Linked DNA regions of Mus musculus: region 2 is linked to region 1. A link is a contact called in public HiChIP or PLAC-seq data. All regions are on one chromosome and are shown on one strand. Each heading gives the region's core, a stretch centred on a gene start, on an enhancer-like site or on the middle of the called end of the contact. The rest is flanking DNA. Distances are from core to core; before and after follow the strand shown.

What was found. HiChIP or PLAC-seq counts read pairs in DNA pulled down with a chosen protein or histone mark.
Region 2: a BATF HiChIP or PLAC-seq map of CD8 T cells shows a contact between it and region 1, with 32 read pairs. The contact joins two enhancer-like sites. A contact is called at or near these places in 1 of 15 datasets of contacts at CTCF or cohesin (CD8 T cells), 16 of 484 Hi-C or Micro-C datasets (the HL-1 cell line, Sertoli cells, Th1 cells and 11 more) and 5 of 115 datasets of contacts at active chromatin or transcription factors (CD8 T cells, Th17 cells, fibro-adipogenic progenitors and 1 more).

What each region holds. Positions count from the first base shown.
Region 1 is chr12:73,709,674-73,712,414 of GRCm38.p6, forward strand. The region is part of intron 9 of Prkch (protein kinase C, eta); the gene reads left to right. Among named protein-coding and RNA genes, the nearest start is that of Gm34189, 71 kb to the right of the region's middle. Within about 2 kb of position 1,403, at least 22 of the 459 cell types and tissues checked have an H3K27ac peak or open chromatin away from gene starts, as enhancers often do. A contact at or near this core is called in CD8 T cells, Th1 cells, Th17 cells and 2 more, where this site is marked.
Region 2 is chr12:73,841,063-73,843,803 of GRCm38.p6, forward strand. No RefSeq gene overlaps it. Among named protein-coding and RNA genes, the nearest start is that of Gm8075, 47 kb to the left of the region's middle. Within about 2 kb of position 1,344, at least 95 of the 459 cell types and tissues checked have an H3K27ac peak or open chromatin away from gene starts, as enhancers often do. A contact at or near this core is called in CD8 T cells, Th1 cells, Th17 cells and 2 more, where this site is marked.

The DNA.
Region 1 (2,741 bases), core at 153-2,652:
CTGCCTTTCTCCCTAGTGAGTAAAGAGCCTCTAGAAGGAGTCCCTTGTGGGGAGGGAGCTGCATACACAGGGCAGGGGCAGATTAGCCACAGCCCACAGTCCACAATTTACTGAGCCAGTCCCAAGTGCATCCTGAGGTGCTACCATCAGCTGGATTGGGAAGGAGGCACACTCAGCTCCCATCATGCCATCATCTCCCTGTGCTCTGATACTCTGCCATCCTGGTCAAGGAGAAGAGACCCCCCAAGGCTACAGGCTAGGAGAGAAGAGGAGAAGACAAAGGAGATGATGGTCTGTCTGCAGAGGCCTCTGCTAGCATCAGTGTGCCTGGTTGATCATTGTTGGAGTCTGAATGTGTCCGTTCTGCAGGATGGGCAGGTGCAGAAGCTGGAAGTTCACTGAAGTGCACTCTGGATGCTTTACTCGTTCTTGCTGCCCCAGAAAGTGCACACTGCTATCTGATAAATACCTGTTGGGCAAAATGTCTTGCAGTACTCCAAACAATCCCAGAAGGTGAAGATGTTTGCATCCTCCTTGGAACAGTTTGCACAGCTGAGCTCCAGAGAGGTTAAACAATCTATCCTGGATCACACAGCAAGGGGCTACCTGAAAGTATGTGGCTTCTTGCCTGGGTTATGCCGTTCTATGCCATGCCTGTTACACTGTAGCAAGCAATCTCCCCTCTGTGCAGTATATACATCTGAAAAGAAAGGGGTTGTTAGAAAGAATTGTTCTTGTGTACCATATGTGTTTTCTGGCCTTTTCTGAAACACCCAAGGATATTTTCCTCTGCTCTCTCTGGAACTAGGTTTCTTCCTTTCCTTGAGCAATGACTACTTCTCATGCCATGTGGTCTGCTTCTGGGTCATTTGTTCTCGTTTGCCTTTGGCTCAGATGGAAATAGAAAACAAACTAGAACATGGCATTGGTGTTCTCCAGCTCTGTTTGCTTCCAACCTGTCAGCATGCTCCATCTTTCTCTCAGGCTGGTAGCTATGGACATAGGTCCACGGGTGAAATTCAGATGTCTGGACCAAGTTGTGTGAGCTTACTTCCTCAACCGACAATCCCTGGGGATGGTGTTCAGAGGACCATCTCCAGGCACAGGATTTGGGTTTCTGATCTCTTGGGCTACTGGGTCACATGGTCTTGATTATGAATGGGGTTGGGTGGGTGGGGGAGTCAGAAGGTGAAACTGTTTCTCTTCCCCCGTGTCTCGATTGGTCCACAGGCTACTAGGTGTGTCTAGAGTTAAAACCGTTGTCCTCGAGGTTGTTTAACTATAATTGGCTTGTTTACAGCTGTCACCACCCCTGACATTCTGGAGGGTAAGCAGCCCCTATACTTTTACATCTGGACAGATGTTTTGTGGCACCGGGTGTCATTTCCTTTGAAGTCCCCAGTCTTCACCAGGGTTAGCCTTAGTCATGTGTGCTCACAGTGACTGGTAGTGTTGGAGCTGGTGATTGCATAGTTACAGGTTGTTCACTACAGTAGGTCAAGTTGCCAATCCTCTGCCCTTTCAAGTTCAAGTACCAAGACTTCTGCTGTTTTAGCTGAAAAGGGGGGAGTCTGGTGAAATCCCTGTCCTTCTTCTTGTTCTAAAGGAAGACTGGCACTCATGAAGTGACAGTGAGAAATTGAACTCATGTACTAAGTTCCGGATCCTGTGGAAGCTCCAATCCATGTGCTGGGCTTTCTGCAGAACTTCAGTCCCCAACCAACTAACACTGTAGTTTTTGCAGTGCCTGCAGGTAGTACCTGGGAGGTTGGGTAAGCACTCACCTTGACAGACATGGTTATCCAGGGAGGATCTGAGGCTGTAAGTCTGTAGGTGGAGTGAGTCGACCCCACCCTGTAGACAGTTATGCAGTTGTAAAAACCAGACTTTCTTGGGTAGCAACCATGGGTTCTCATGTGTTCTAGTTTTGAAATACTTGAGTTTCTTGTTAATACTTCATCACTGGTTAGAACTGGGTTATGACTGTTTCTCATGGGCCCCAGAAATAGCCAGTGCCGGTCATAAGTAGAAACAGCCTTGTTGCAAGGCTTAGCTTACGGTAGAAGGCAGGAAAGCATTCATTCACTCAGCCCTTGTAACATGGAGTGTCTGTGATATGAAGCCCACCCTGAGAAGACAGTAGGGGACAAAGAAGAACAGGCTCTGCCCTGTGTAGCTGCTCTAGGAATCTGTAGGCCTGAAGCTGTCCTATGTGGGTAGACTCAGCAAGTGACCAGTCATTCCTCGGAGGTTGTTCTTGGATTTCTACTTTGGTCAGGCTCAGAAAAGCCACATGTTTGGGAAGGCGTATAGGGAGCTGGCCTTGAAGCTATATTTGTGTGTCCAATGCACTCTTATTTATGTGGGGTAGAATGAATTTGGTATCTGCTGATTATTATTAAGAAGGCATGATCCAAACCCCACATCACTCCCAGCTGGTGATTGGTGCTGTATTAATTGAGTAATTGACAGGCCTAAGTCAGGAGGCAGCATAGGAGGAGTCGCAGCCCTAGCTAGCTTGTCTGCTCACCTCCATGTTTGTGTGTTCCCCTCGCACTGGCATCTCCTGTTCCAGGCCACAGGGAGGGACATTTGTCTACCTCCCTGCCCACTCCCAAGTAACCTCCTGAGCCACCAAGACCCCGTTGTACTGCTCTTTTGTAAGACTCCTTTTCCTGCTTTCTGCTGTCAGTCAGTACCGCCCTGGTCCCTGGAGGGCCACCCAGGGTGTTTCTGCCTCT
Region 2 (2,741 bases), core at 94-2,593, 130 kb after region 1:
GCATGGCATTTAGAAAGAGTATAAATAGAACCCCACAGACTCTGAGAGGATGCTCTTGCATCGCCATGTCGGGCAGCACTTTGCTGGTCTTCACTGGTCTCCACTTCGTAGAGAGAAACTCACCAAAGAGCTTCTCGCGGTATTCCAGCCAATGCTTGCCATTTCTGCTGACCCTGCAGATTCAGAGGAGCCTTGCGATTTCTGCTGGATCGAGCTGCTGCTGCTACTGATTCATGTTTGGTGTTTGCTATTGGACTGGGCTGCTGGTATCCTGACAATAAAGGTTGGAGTTGCTCCAAAAAACTACTTCTAAACAGGTCCACAACCCCTTTTCCTATTAACCTTCTTTCTCCACGACTTTCTCTCTACTCTCCGGTTGGTGGGCTAGAAGGGAGTTTGGAACATTTAAAAACTCTAATTAAAGTAGATTTTGAAAAGTCTAAGCCTATGCCTTGTGGTACCCAGGACTTTGGCAATCAACAGAGCAAACCAAAGAACTAAAGGGGCCATGCATTGCACATGGCAGGGGTGGGGGTGTCTTCTAGGCTGCTGCAAAGCACCAGAGAGTGTGGAAAACATCCCTAAACTGTTTTAAGACTGATCTAGGACCTCAGGAGGTGGCTCTACAGGTAAAAAAGCCCACTGTATGAGCATGAAGACCTGAGTTTATACCCCCAGTACACACATAAAAGCTAAATGTGGTGATATATATCTGGAACTCCAGCATTGAAAAGGTTGAGATGGGGCTCAGGGTGACATAGAGGGACTCACTGGGCAGGCCACCTAATTGAAACAGAGAACTCCAGGTTCAGTGAGAGATGCTGCCTCAAAGCCTAACATGGAGAATAATAGACGAGGTTGCCCAAAGTCGACCTCTGCCCTCTACCTGTACTCCACAAAAGTGTGCATACCCAAACACACGCAGAAGACCGTTTTAGATCCACCATCTCTCAAGTGGTATCAGGTGAGATCAACTTAACAAAGACGAAGCTTCTGACCACAAAGGACTGATGGTTTTCAACTTGTTGCTGCCTATCAGAAAGAAACGTTACCGAGAATGAAACCATTGAGCAAAGGTTGAGAGTGTGAACTGGGGGTGGGGTGCACATGGCTGGCTCTGGCTACCTCTGTCTGTGAAAGGAACAAACTATCACTTATCTCCCAAGCCCTTTCTTATGTCAACAGAACAACCCCCTGGTTCATCCGCCCCTGATTCATACACCTCTGATTCAGTAGGCTCAGTTTGAGGGGAGGTTTTGATTTCTACGGTACAGATGCAGTTGCTAGTAGGTGAAAGGCAGTGCGTTTAGAGCCTCTCTTCCAGCCCTGGGGCTTCTACTTCCTGTCTCTCTCTCTCTCTCTTTTCTTATTAAGGTTAAGCATGAGTCATCACTCTGGTTAAAGGAGAGAGAGAGAGAGAGAGAGAGAGAGAGAGACGGGTTCTTTGCCAATACATCTGTGCAGTGATTCTGAATCAGAAACTGTCCCCACACAGGAGATTTGTGAGGCTGATACATCGGGAGCTGTTCTTATCTCCCCACACACACCCCAAGCCACACCCCTTACCCTGTGTCACTTCCAGGAACCTCGCCTGCAGATGTATGTCAGAAGAAAGTCTGGAAGGGATGAGTTGTATCACCGTCATTTCTCAACTTTAACTTTTATTTTATTTGCGTGGTGTGTGAGAGATAGATGTGTGTACATGTTTCTCTCTCTCTCTCTCTCTCTCTCTCTTTCTCTCTGTGTGTGTGTGTGTGTGTGTGTGTGTGTGTGTGTGTGTGTGTAAAGAATCTGGGTATGTTGAAACATGTCTTTAATTCAAGCATTTGCACTTGGAAGCAGAGACAATTGGATCTCTGTGAGTACCCTGACAGATGAGCTACCATAGTGAGATTCTCTTGCAAAATTTTTTGTTTTGAGAAGACTATAGTTGTCTCTTCATAATTATATACTGACATAAAAGTTTCCACTCAATCTTCTTTGAAGATATGAATTTAATAATGACTATATTGAACATCTACTAGACAGCAGGTACTATCATAAGGATTTTATATACAACTTCCTATTTAATTATCATAGTAAAGAAAGCATAGTGTAGCTGAGAAAACCAAAGACAAACAGTTTGGAGGCAGAGGGTAGGCTACAGAGACAGCTCAGTGATTAAGAGCACGAGCTGTCCTTCCAGGAGACACAGGTTCAATTCCCGGGACCCACAGGGCAGTTTACAAGCTGTAACTCCAGTTCCAGAGGTTCCAGTGTCGTCTTCTGGTCTCCAAAGGCACCAGGCACATACACGGTGCACAGACATACCTGCAGCAAAACACCCATAAAATAAAATAATGAAAAAAGTTTAAAACAGACCTTAAGGAACTTATTCAGATCCACACAGCCATAAAGGAATGGAACCTGGCCTCAGAAGTAGGCTAGTAAAGGATAAAGCTACATGGAATTGTTCTATGTGCATGTAAGGGAATTATACCTACTCCATGAATTCATACACACATGAAATTAGAAACTTTAGGTTTTAGTAAATGTCTCACTTCACTGATAGCAACTGACTTCTTAATTAACATTTTTAATGTTTGCATATTTATTTGGGGTATGTGTATGGGCATCTAAATGCCATGACACCTTATGAAGTTTCGAGGACAATTTGAATGTTTCTGTTCTCTCCTTCTACCATGTGAGTTTCAGGGGTTGAGCTCAGGCTGGGTGACCCCTGAACCATCTCACCATCCCAA